Linked DNA regions of Rattus norvegicus: region 2 is linked to region 1. Evidence: chromatin contacts called from public Hi-C data. All regions are on one chromosome and are shown on one strand. The core of a region is the stretch at or near the end of the contact, and the rest is flanking DNA. Distances in the headings are between cores, read along the strand shown. Region 1 has its middle 170 kb from the start of Gli2. Region 2 has its middle 140 kb from the start of Inhbb.

Region 1 (6,503 bases), core at 3,933-6,432:
TGTGTGCATGTGTGTGCATGTGTGTGCATGTGTGCGTGCGTGTGCGTGTGCGTGCGTGTGTGTGCATGTGTGTGCATGTGTGCATGTGCGTGTGTGCATGTGTGTGTGCATGTGTGCGTGTGTGTGCATGTGTGTGCATGTGTGTGTGCATGTGTGCATGTGTGTGCGTGTGCGTGCATGTGCGTGCATGTGTGCGTGTGCGTGCGTGTGCGTGCATGTGCGTGCATGTGCGTGCACGTGCGTGCATGTGTGTGCATGTGTGCATGTGTGTGCATGTGTGTGCGTATGCGTGCGTGTGCGTGCATGTGTGTGCGCGTGTGTGCATGTGTGTGCATGTGTGTGCATGTGTGCGTGTGCGTGCGTGTGTGCGTGTGTGTGCATGTGTGTGGTGTGTGTGTGTGTGCATGTGTGTGTGTAGTAGAATAGCATGACAAAATTCTGAATAGGAGTCTAGCTAAAATTTAAGACAAACCATCAGACCACCATTAAGATAACGCTAGCAGAAACTGGGGAAATGGCTTGGGGTAAAATACTTGCCACAAAACCTGAGGACCTGAGTTTGATTCCCAGCACCCATGTAAAAAGCTAGTCAGTGATGGGTGCTTGTAACCCAGCACTGGGGAACTCACTGCTTTGGGTAAGACTAGCCAGAGAGCTTCAGGGATCAATGACAGACCCTGCCTCACAAAACAGGGCAAGTGGCTCTCAGGGAAGAATGACAGCCGAAGGTGACTTCTAGCCTCCATTTACACACACACATACACACACACACACACACACAAATAATAGTTATAATAAAAATCGTAAAGATGAAGCTAACAGGACAGATACACAGACAGGGCCAAGAGAATCCTCATCTCTGCCTATGGTTGTCTCCTCTTAGTACCTCCTTGGGTCGGCCTTCGGTTACTAGGTGTGGCAACTGCCTTAGGAATGCCACACAGAATGAGATGGTTAATCTTATAAACTTGACAGGATCTAGAATCACCTAAAAGACCAGCCTCCGGGTATACCTGTGAGGAATTAGGTTAATTGCAGCCTCTGGGCAGGCATCACCATCTCAGGAGCTTAGTTAGGTCTTGACTCAGTAAAAAGAATGTGATCTGGGCACCAGCCTTGTCTCTCTGCTTCCTGACTAGGGATGCCGTGTGACCCAATGCCTCATGCTCCTGCCTCCATGCCTTTGCCATCGTGGTAGACATGAATCATATCCTTGATCTGTGAATCAAAATAAATCCTTCCTCCCTTCCTCTCCACCTTCCTACCTTCTGTTGCTTTTGCCTGGATATTTAGTCACAGCAACCAAGAGAAACACATGCATACCTAGGGAGAGACAGTGCCTCTCTCTTTCAAGATCAAGTTCCCTAAGGGTTATGGCCTGCAAGTAGGAGCATGCCCATTTACAGACTGACCAATGGCAGGACAAGGCTCTTCCAAGGCTTGCTGGACTGCTGCTCTGGGTGGTACGAGTGTGGCCTCCTGCTTCCCATGGAAATCATCTTATAGCCTAAAGTAGACAAGGCTGTCTTTCAAAGAGTGTGCACCAGGAACTCTGAGCTACTTCTGCAGCTCTTGTAAATCTAAATTTCCTTCAAACACTAAATTTCATCACTTTCTGAGCATCCAGAAAAATCAGTGAAAGGTGACTCTGGCTTCGAGATGAGGGTGGCCCATCCTCCTCTCTTGTTTCCTTCCTGTTTTTTGACCAAAAGAAATCAAATGTGGTAACAGCCTCCTGTTCATGCTGGGGTTGCGCAAAGCCAAAGCTAAACCAATAGATTCAAAGTACGCAGCAAATACAAATTCCAAAAATGTGTCCTCTCTCTAAAGGCTTGTGATGTCCGGGGAAATGGCTCTGTGATACAAGCACTGTCTGCACCATCCAGAAGATATGAGTTCTAGTCCCCAGAACCCATGCAGAAAGCTGGAAACAGCAGAACCATCGTCCATAATCTCCGAACTCCTATGAGGAGATGGCAGGTGGAGACAGGAGAATGAATCCTTGGAGGTTCGTGGCTAGCCTGTCAACACAGCAAATAACACAAGACACTGTCTTAGGCAGAGTGGAAGGTGGGGACCAATACCTAAGGTTGCCTTATAATCTCCACCACCACCCCCATGTCATAACATGTGCATGCCTGTGTTCATCCCCTGCCCCCAACTCACAAATTGACATTGCATGATGGCGTGCTATCATTGCCGAGGCTTCCTGGGAGCAGAGCCATGGCTGGCATAGAGGTACATCATTGGAGCCAAGGTTGGCATGCAGGTAGTTCATTTGGAGCCAGTTACCAAGGACTAGAGAGAGAAAGGGGAGGTCGAACACCCTACCCGAGAGCACATCATTGTGTGTGCCGTGGGAAGCTGGGGTTCAAGTGCACTGCGGCTTCCTAAAATGCAGCCACAGAGGCTGGAGACATGGCTCAGTGGCAAAAAGCAAGTTCAGTCCCAAGCACTCACACAAGGTAGCTCATAACCGTCTACAGCTTTGCCTCTGATGCTCACTCCTGGCCCACACAGGCATTCAACAGAGCACAGGTTGACATGGGTCACCAGCAGGATAGCCAGGATCCTGCATGCTTGGTCCTTACCAACCCTCACCCTCATCTTCAACTGAATGACAGATTTGGCATCTAGGGTCCCCTTAGGGGAAGCTGGTGCAGCTGGGGTAAGGCAATACTTTTCTCCTCCAGCAAGGGGTAAGTCACATGTGTGTGACCCCTGGAGGGGACAGTAGGGAAGGGTTCTGTATGAGCAGAAAACTCTCACACAGAACCCTGTATGAGAAGCGGTGACAACCCTGGGAGCCAGACGGGACAGGGACAGGAACAGCTAGTCCAAGGCTACAGAACCAAAAGGAGGTCCCACAGCCCAGCTCTGACACCTAATCTCCCAAAGTGGTGTCTCTGCCTGCTGGTCTCCACACCCGTGCCCCGTCTGCAACAGCAAGCATGGAACGAGAGCCAGGAGCTGGCCTCTAAGCACCGGCTGGTGGGACCGGGTATAGCCTATCCTGCTACAGTTGACCCAGAGTGGGAATGCGGGTTACTACTGCAGCAGTCAAAACTGTCCTCGAGGAGACGTCATGCCTGCCAATGGGCATGCAAGCTTGATTTCCCTACCTGCACAGCTCTGAACCGCCCAGGCAGTACATAGGGGAAACGGGAGGTGAAGAGAAACCCAGAAGGGTAAACAGTGAGCTGGATAAGTGTCAAGGACATGCCCTGGTAGTACAAATCTTTTTTGGTCTTATGCCCATGAACTCTGAACACCAAGGATAAGCCTACCAGCTTACACATCCATCTCGTGATGGGGGAGGAAGAGGAGTCAAGAGATGTTAAGTAACCCAGTGCTAGAGCTGGTTAATAGAACAAAGGAAGCGTGGGGAGGTGGGTCAGCTGGTAAAGTACTTGTCTAACAAAAGCATGAAGACACGGGTTTGATCCCCAAAGTTTGCCTGAAAGAGGATGTACGCTGGTTAGTGTTTTGTCTACTTAACACAAGCTAGGATCTTCTGGGCAGAGGAACCTTGGCTGAGAAAGTGCCCCAGTCAGATGGGCCTATAGACAAAGCTGTAGGGAGTTTTCTTGATTAACGTTTGATATCAGACAGTAGAACCCACCATGGGCAGCGCAATCCCTAGGCAGGCGGTCCTGGGCTTTATAAGGAAGGAAGCTGAACATGCTGTGGGGAGTGAGCAAGTGAGCTTCCTTTGTGCTGTCTGCTTCGGTCCTGGCTCAGGCTCCTGCCCTGGACTTGCCTTCAGGATGGACATGGACTGTGCTTGGGATGTGAAAGCCAACTAAACCCTTTCTCCCACAAGTGACTTCTGGTCATTGTGTTTTATCGAAGTAGTAGAAAGTAAGCTAACAGAGGCTGTGATCCAAAGACCAGGGAAACTGGGGGGCGGGGAGATTCCCTGGGGCTTACTCTCCCACAGCCTGGCCTACTAGAGGGACCCTAGAGCCAAGTGTGAAATGCTTCCTCAAAAATAGGTGGGAAATTATGAGACATGACACGGGCTGTCTCCATATGTACACACTCACACATGGGCATGCTCATTCTCACATGCACAGACCCACCTGTGCACCTGTACGCACACCATGGTAGCTAGCCCGGAATCAGTGAAAGCCCAAGCACTTAGGCGAGCCTGTGAGACACTGTCTTGATTGGCTCATCCGAGGTGGGCAGAGCCACACTGAATCTGGGCAGCGCCTTGTGTTGGCAGCCCACATGAAAGAACATGGAAGAAGGAAGCTCTGCTTCTAGCCGGCTTTCCCCTTTTCTCTCTGGCAAGTTCATCTGTTTTGCTGCCACCGAGGCATCCCTTTGCTGGTGTTAGAATCCGCTTCTTCGGGACTCCAACACAGAAGGAAGACAAGCGGAGACATCCAGCTTCGTGGACGGAACAGCTAGTGTCTTGGCCTTTCTGCCAGGACGTGGCCATTATTCAATTAGATGGACCACAGTCTATAAGCCACACTAATAAATCATATGTAGAAACCCCGACTACACACACACACACACACACACACACACACACACACACACACACACACACACTCGTGCACTGAGTGGGGAGGGAGGGAGGGAGGGAGGGAGGGAGGGAGGGAGGGAGGGAGGGAGGGAGGATGATACTTGCGTACTTCAGGGCATGGTCTTCTGGTGGTGGCATCTGCCCCCAGCTCTAGGGTCCCTGTCAGCTACCAAGACCAGACCTTCCGCACAGGGCTTTCAGCTCTGTCCACTTCCTGTTGTCCCTGGTGAGAGCTGGCCTTCCATCAACACCCCCAGCGTTCAGCCTTCCAGGGTGACCTTGGGACCCTGTGGCACTGTTCACTTTAGAGGCCTGTGCTGCTGCCCCGTGGGTTTTTCACGCCTGTTTCACCCAGGTGGGAGAGAACTGGACTAACTTTGTTCCTTGGCTTCCATCCATCTCCCAACCCAATAGGCTCCTTGAGGTTGGGGGCAGCACCTCAGCTAGCCACTCTGTGCTAGAGCCTCAGGCTCCTCGTCTACCTGGCACCCACCGTGGCGTAGTCACCTGCTGCTTCCGATGGCATCAGCATTGGCCCAGTAGACCATGGGGTCCCTGAATTCCTCAGTGGATCCGTGACACATCCCACCTTCCTCAGTACACTCTTGTCTTGGCTGCCAGACAGGAGAATTCTAGAAAACTTGGCTCACTCACAATGTATTAATAATTCACCATGGCCTGGCAAGACAGCTCAGCAGGTAAAGACACTAGCCTAGCCACCGAGCCTGACAACCTGGGGTCAATCCCTGGGACACATGATAGGAGGAGAAAACTGACTTCCTCAGGTTGTCTTCTGATCACCACACCCATTCCAGGTCATGTGAGAGCAAATGTGTGTAACACATGCACGTGCGCACACACACACACACACACACACACACACTCACACACTCCACAAAATGGATGTTGTTTTTTTAAGATCTTGCCATCACTGATCATTGTCACTGTTATGTGATTGGCATCCATTCTCTCGGTGTGCTTGCTGTTAGTTCAGGTAAAGTTTGTATCCGTTACTCTTACTGCTGTGACCAAACACTGGGTGTCTTCGTTAGCATTCCGCACCTCAGTTTTGGAGCTTGCTGATCTGGCTGGAGCCGCTCTCCAGCGAGCTTTGGGGATTTGCCTGTCTCTGCCCACTCCAACGATGGAGTTACAGATGCTCTCCGTGGTGCCCAGCTTTTTACATGGATGCTGGGACAGTGAATGCAGGACCTCACCGAGCTCAGGAGGCCCTTCGCAAGCCCTCTCCCTCGTCCCTGATTTGATTAACTTGGCAGTGTTGGGGAGCAGAACTCAGAATTACCATATGCCACCCTGGTGCTCTAGCATTGAGCTCTTTCCCCAGCCTCAGGCTGCATTCTGACTGAGTCCCAGTATGAGGGTACAAGTTGTATCTCTTTTCATGAAAGAGCATCTCTAAGACTAACATTTAATAACTACGTTTTTTTTCCTGACCCTTTCAACTCATTGATGTGTTTGCTTATTGATACATTTCATCCTAAATAAATTTTTAAAAATTTAATTATTAGCATGCATTTCACTTTTTGGTCTTTATTTAATAGAGTGGGAGGTTTTTAAATGTTTTAAAAAACATTCAAGCCCTACTCGGAGCAACCAAAATGACACAATGCGCCTTTCAGAGTTTATTGTTCCCACCAGACACCGAGGGACACTTGGGTCACTGCCATCACCTCGTCTTGCACAACACACCGTCTGCCCTGACCTGAGATCATTGACGGGAAAGGAAAGACGTAGAGGAAAGGGAACTTTGGGCGCCCTGTCTTTCCCCTTCCTCCTTGGTCATGACTTCCAGCATAAGTGGCTAGCAATCTAGTGACGTCACACAAGAGAGAGAGGATACGGGAGGATCTTCAGTCATTTGTGTTCTGGGAATGCAGGACTGTCTTTCTACCTTGAACGCCGGCTCTGAGTCAAGGGGGAAGGTTGACTTTGGGGCTGTCACTTA
Region 2 (6,930 bases), core at 2,924-5,423, 69 kb before region 1:
CTCTTTCAACGGCTGGCTGGACTTCAACTGCCTCTGAGTCCTGACTTCCCCTTCTCTTGAAGCTCCCCCAGGGTAACTTTCCACCCCAATTGCACAACACCTTCACCCATTGCTACTGTTTTTCCCCTCTTCAGCCTTGAGGCCAGTGCCCGAGGTCACATAGACAGTGGGGCAAAGCGAGGTCACCTGCAGTCACCTGAACTCACAGGAAATGCCTCCCACTTCATGGGTAGTGCAAACTCCAGCCCTCCATCGTGCCTGTGTGTGCAGTATGAAGAATAAGTCCCAGCACCTCGCTTAGGTCCCCTCGTCAGAACCTGACCAAGCAGTGGCTTCCTGCTCTTCCAAAGAACCCGAGTTCTGTTCCTCCCACACCCCGTGGCAGCTCCCAATTGCCTGTGACGTTAGTACTAAGGAAGCCAGTGACTTCCTTTAGCCTCATGGAACTCCTGCACAGATGTGGCACACACAAACTCACACAGGCACACACACGTACACATAAGCAATAATAGGTATCTTTAAAGGCACTTCTGGAAGGAAGAGTTTATTTTAGCTCACAGTTCCAGGTTGCGGTCCTTTACAGGGGGGTAGTTAATGTCAAGAACTTGAAGCAGCTGATCACGTCATAGCCATCGCAGAGAGCAGAGAGCAAGGAATGCATATATGTGCCATGTTCAGACAGATTTCCTCTATTCTTATAGAGCCCAGGGCCCAAACCAGGGAATGGTGCCACCCATTCTCAGGCTGGGTCTTGCCACATCCATTAAAGCAATCAAGACAGTCTCCAAGACAGTCTACCAGGCACCTGATCTAGACAACCCCTCACTGAGACCCTCTTAGTTATGTCAAGTTGACAGTTCAGGCTAGCCATGGCAGACTCCTTCTGTACCCAAAGTTCCCAACATTGTTCATTTTCTCCTAGTGCCATTAGCATTTGGGAAGAATGCTACTCGCTCTGTCAGACGTCCTGTGTGTATCCATATCTATGTGTCTGTATTTTCATGTATGTGTCTGTTCAATGTGTGTGTGTGTGTGTGTGTGTGTGTGTGTGCCTGTGCATGTGTGTGCCTGTGTGCCTGTGCATGTGTGCGTGTGTGTGTGTGTACGTGTGTGTACCTGTGTGTGTGTGTGTGTGCCCAGGCACACACGTGCCTATGTCCACACACACAGGTATACACGTACCTGTGCGACTGTGCTTATACAGATCATATGATACAACCTTTGGTATCATTCTCCAGCTGTTGTCCGTAATTTTTTTTTTTTTTTCGTTTTTTGAGACAAGGTCTCTCACTAGCCTGGAACCAGCCATATTGGTTAGGCTGGTTGGTCACTGAGCCCCAGGGATCTATCCTCCTGCCTCTGCTTCTGAATAGCTAGGGTAATAAGCATGCACCATGACACACCTGGCTTTTTTTTTTTAGTGTGGGCTCTGAGGATTGAACCCAGGTCCTCATGTTTTCATGGCAAACTCTTCACTGATCAAGGTACCTTCCTTTCCAGCCCACTCGGAGCATTCTCTGAGTATCCTCTCCTTCAGGTCTCTCAATGGCCTTGCGAGTAGTAATCTGATTGATCTTTATTTTACAAAGTGCAAGTAAGGCCTAGGAACATTGACCAGTTTTCCCCAATCACACAGCTAACATGACACAAGGCACATCCACGGCACAGGTCTGTGACCAGTTACTGATTTTCCGAGGCAAAGTTCCTTGCTCTGGAAACGGAGTGAGGGAAAGGGATGGGCCTCCAGCTGGGGCTGAAGGAAAGGCTTAGGAGAGAGTTGCCGGTCTTGTGACTCAGCCCCAGGCCACAATGGAGTCTGGCCCTGGCCATCCCTGCCTCCCACCTGGCATGGCCAGAGGCCTGGAGGTACTCCAGCACCGTTAGTCATTCTGCTGCATGGCGGGCAGATTGCCCGTCCCCCGCTGCAGGTGAGAACACGGCTCAAGCACTGCCTCTGGCCTCAGTTACTCACTTCCTCTGGCTCTGTAGTTCTGTGTCTGTCAGGGCTCCTGGGTGGGGCTGAGCAGCACGGATCTTCCTGCGCCCTCCCAAACCCCACCGGTCTCTGACATTAAATGACTTGAGGCTGGGCCTGCTGTACTCTGTGGAGAACTGTGCCTGCCATTACACCACGTTCTTAGACCAACAAATGCTGCTCCAAACACACAGCTTTGCAGAGATCTTCTTATGCGTTTGGGTTTTTGCTCTTATGGAAACATAATGTTCCCTTTTGGAAAACAGACTTTTCCTGTTTCTTGTCATCGTCCCTTAACGTGGCAGTACAAAATTAGTACTTTTTGGTTTGCTTGTTTTTTGAGGCAGAGCCTCACTCTGTAGCCCGGAGCTGACCTAGGCTCATATGCTAAACTCACAGAGATCCTCCTGGCTGTGCCTCTCCAGTGCTGGAGTTAAAGGGATGTGCTACCACGCCCTGCCCAATTACTTCTTTAAAAAATTATTATATTTATTAATATATTTTGTGTGTGGGTAGGGGGAGCAAAGGACACAACTGCCACTGCCTGTGAGTGAGTGTACGTGCGTGTGTGTGTGTGCGTGCGTGTGTGTATGTGCGTGTGTGTATGTGCGTGTGTGTATGTGTGTGTGTGTATGAGCGTGTGTATGTGCGTGTGTGTGTATGTGCGTGTGTGTATGTGCGTGTGTGTGTATGTGTGAGTGTGTGTGTGCGTGTGTGTGTGCGTGTGTGTGTGCATGTGTGTGCGTGTGTGTGTGCGTATGTGTATGTGCGTGTGTGTGTATGTGTGCGTGTGTGTGTGTGTGTGCGTGTGTGTGTGCGTGTGTGCGTGTGTGTATGTGTGCATGTGTGTGTGTGCTCGCACGCGTGCATACGTGGACTACCCTAGGGAGTTGGTTCTGTCCTTTCACCCTGTGGGTCCTGGGATCTAACTTAGGTGCTCAGTCAGTGCCTTTACCTGGTGAGTCTTCTCGCTAGCCTCCAACATTACTAGTTCTTTGAGCCGTACTGTCTGATGGCTTGATCTTAAATACCACTGTTTAAGGGCTGCAGACAAGTTCAGTGGTCAGTGCTCCTGGAAAAGACAAGTCAGTTTCTAGCACCCATGTAGGGAGCTCACCACTGCCTGTACCTCCTTCAGCTCCAGGACATCTGATGCCCTCTTTGGCCTGCTTGGGCACCCACACCCATGCGGAACACACACACACACACACACACACACACACACACACACACACACACACAATTTAAAATAAACTTTCCTAAGGCTTAAAAATTACTGTTCAAAATGCCTTTCACAAAGAAATTTTATGAATTTTGGGACTGGGTCGGAATGTCTAACAACTTCTGGAGTGGCTCAAACCACACCTCTTCCATTTCATAGTCTTTATTTGTGTGAAGTAGCATTCTCAGCACTGACAAAAATCAGCAAAATCAAAATGCTGATTAACTCTGGAAAACATTGACGATATCTTTGTCCTATTGAGTAAAAAAATATTCAAAATTTAATTATTTTAGAGGGAAGAGAGAGATTTTATTTATCTATTTCATTTTAATTCTGATGCAAAGTCTCAAGTATTCCAGGTTGACTCTGAACTCACCGAGCAGCCAAGGATGAACTTGATTCTCCTCCCTCTGCTTCCTAGACGCTGAGATTACAGGACTACATGACCACATCCAATTTATGTGGAGATCAAACCCAGGGTTGCATGTGTCCTGGAAAGAGCAATATCAAATGAATTATACCCCCAGTCCAAGTGCGTGAGAGTGAGAGTCACAACTGAACCCAAACCAACAGTCTGAGGAGGACCCAGAGGGAGCACAAGAGACGGCCATGTGAGCCTGAGCCAGTGCCCAGAGAAAGGGCTTGACTGAAGACCAGGTTGTGTGTGAGTGTGTGAGTGTGTGTGAGTGTGTGTGAGTGTGTGAGTGTGTGTGTGTGACAGAGGGGGGGAAGGAGGGAGGAAGAGATCACAAAAAGCTTAACATGCTGCCTGGGACCCCTCAAATGTGCACAGCCAGCTCCTGGGCCCTGATGGCCCCACCCAGTTGCTACAGAGCCAGATCTTGGGTGACTGTGTCAGGCACCTTGCAAATATTTGTACAGTAACAACCTGGGCAAGTTTCTGTCTCCCCCTAGGGCTGGTCAGGGCGCCAAGGCTACAGGGACATTCCTCTCTTACTGTAGCAGCAGAGGCTCTGGCCCTATGTCAGGCATGGCCAGGGCCCCTCACGGGGTTGACCTCCAGGTTGGTAGTACCTGCTCCTGCAGTACTGGATGGGACTCCAGGTGCGTGCCAGTGGCCTGGGAGGAGGAGCTGAACTGCTCGCAACTCAAGTGGAGGCCAGAACAAAGCCAGGGCTCCATGGGAACATGGCCTTGTTTGGTCATCTTGCTTCCAGTGAGCAGCTCAGTTCATCTGACAAATACAATCAAGTGCCCTCCAGATGCTGGTCTTGCCTAGAAAACTGTTGTGAGGCTCAAAGAGCTCCTGTAGCTGCCACTGGTTAGACTGGAAGCCAGGTGGGGATTAGTGTGTGTTAGGGAGTGAAGCCACACTTCCCACGGAGCCCTGGGCTCACCCTCTTGGCCCTCATGAGGGAGTTGGAGGTGGGGCTTCCCTGAGGCCAGAGGAACTCCTCAAGCCTCTCTTCTTAGATCCATCGTAGCTATAGAACGGGTGCAGGGAGCACTGTCTATCAGAAGTGGAGCTAGCTGGACCGAGGGCAAAGGGCCAGAGTCCACCTGGGGCCTGCTTACTGAAGACTTTCAAGTCCACCTCTGTCACTGAAGTGCAGCCAAGTTCATGGGCAAAGAGCCCTGTCAGAGAAGGTCAAAAGTGCACGTTTTTATTTTTCAGTCTATGCTGTCTTTCCTCTGCTCTAATGGACATTGGTGTTCCTCCTCCTCTTCTTCCTCCTCCTCCTCCTCCCATTCCTCCTCCTCCTCCTCTTCTTTCTCCTCCTCCCTTCTCCTCTTCCCCTCCCTCCTCTTCTTCTTCTCCCTCCTCCTCCCCTCCCTCTTCTTCTTCCTTTCCCTCCTCCTCCCTTCCCTCCCTCCTTCGATCCCTCCTCTTCCTCCTCCCCTCCCTCCCCCTCTTCTCCTTCCTCCTCCACCTCCCTTTCCTTCCTCCTTCTCCTCCCTTCCTCTTCCTTTTGAGCTGATCTCATGTAGCCCATTTTGGCTCCAAACTTCACTATATAGCCCAAAATGGCAGAAAACGCCTGCCCCTGCTGCCTGTCTTCTACCTGCTGAGCTTATAGGCACACACTGGTACTTACAGTGTTAGGGGATAAACCCAGGACCTTGCAGATGCTAGACAAGTACTCTCCTCACTGAGCATCCTCATCCCTGGACACCACAGTTCTTCATCCCACATTTCAGCTGTATGACAACCCACATTTAAATGTCGGTGCAGATGAACTCACAGGCCTCTAGGCAGTGTGGAAAAAGACCTTCTCTTTGGGTCGTATCAGCTAGGGCGTCTTGTCAGATTAACTGTCTGGGGGCTGAGCAGGCAACGTGGGAAGACGAGTGAAGGAAGGTAAATGAGCAGCTTGTGGTGCCCCAGAGATGGACCATGGAAGACAAAGAGAGGGAGGCTAAAAGCTGAACCACAGAGGGGCCACCCGACTGACCTGCTTAGGCCTCGTGTGGAATAGGATAGAATATAGTGTGCCTGGTGCCCTGGGTCACTCATAGTGGGATAGCCTGGGGACCTGCCAAGGGGGTGCTACCTCTCTGTTCCCCTGACTGAGGGCACAGGTCATATCTCTGCACATGCACAGAAATATGCTAAGATATGCAGGGGCCACAGAAGGCTGAAGGATTGCAATACTTCCTGCCGAGCAGAAAAACCCCAAGGGATCCAGTCTGCAACTACTATGCCCCTATTAGGTCCTCAGCCTCAGAGAACATTTGTCTGAGGATGGACTGAATGATCTGCAGCTAATGTTCTCCCAGGAGTGATGAAAGTGAGATTGAGTTCAACACACAACTGATGGGCTATCTCAAGAGTAACAAAGTAAACAGGATCCCAGATGAAGAATTCATTTACTGTACTACATGAGCTGTGACTTGAGAGTTGTTGCAAGCCATGATTTTGGGACATTGGGCTCTGCCCTGATGATGTTCAGACCTGACTCCTGCTCTTGGTTTCAAAGACTTTTAAAATTATTGTGAAGGTTTCATACAAGTATATATATATCCTGATTTCGTCTCCTTTCTTGCCTCTCTCCTTCCATTTGTCCCTGCTGGTTGGTATTAATTGTTAACTCGACACAACAAGAATCATCTGGAAAGAGAGTTTCAATTAGGTATTGTCTAGATCAGGGAGTCATGATTCTGTTAACTGATGTGGAGAAGACCCAACTGTCATGGCTCTTCTTGACTGGCAACCTGACCATATCTGGAAGGAACAGAAACCCAAGTGGTTGGGTACACCAGTGAGGGATTTTTTTTCTTAATTTAATCACTTGAAGTGGGATGACCCACTTTTAATCTGGGTTTTTTTTGGGGGGGGGGTAGTAGGAAGATACACCTTTAACCCAGACCTTTTGAAGTGGTACAATCCACTTTAAGTCTGGGTCACAGCTGGTGGCAGCCGCTATAAAGGACATGGAAGAAGAAAGCCTTTGCTCTTTGACCACTCACCATGCTATGCTTCTTCTCCATAGCAAACCCACCTGGCATTAGAGCCGACATCTATGGGATTCTGTGTGCACCGGCACCAGTTGAGACATCCAGCCTGTGATTCTCGACCTTCTGTTGCTGGACAGCCATTGTTGGCCCGACTGGACTGCAGCCGGAGAGCCTTTCTAATACATCGCCCCCACGATCCCCCCATGTGAGTTTTGCTCCTCTAGAGAGCCAACCAACACCACTCTTTTGGGTTCGGTCCTGGACCATATGAGTGCAGTGAGGGCTCTGAGCATGGGGTATTCATTTCTCTCTGCTC

What was found. Hi-C and Micro-C count contacts between places; a contact is called where the count stands out from the background.
Region 2: a contact with region 1 is called in a Hi-C map of kidney, with 6 times the contacts expected there. The contact joins two enhancer-like sites. A contact is called at or near these places in 4 of 12 Hi-C or Micro-C datasets (kidney and liver).

Annotation. Positions count from the first base shown.
Region 1 is chr13:32,880,795-32,887,297 of GRCr8, reverse strand. No RefSeq gene overlaps it. Among named protein-coding and RNA genes, the nearest start is that of Gli2, 170 kb to the right of the region's middle. Within about 2 kb of position 5,182, at least 3 of the 93 cell types and tissues checked have an H3K27ac peak or open chromatin away from gene starts, as enhancers often do. A contact at or near this core is called in kidney, where this site is marked.
Region 2 is chr13:32,948,839-32,955,768 of GRCr8, reverse strand. No RefSeq gene overlaps it. Among named protein-coding and RNA genes, the nearest start is that of Inhbb, 140 kb to the left of the region's middle. Within about 2 kb of position 4,173, at least 4 of the 93 cell types and tissues checked have an H3K27ac peak or open chromatin away from gene starts, as enhancers often do. A contact at or near this core is called in kidney, where this site is marked.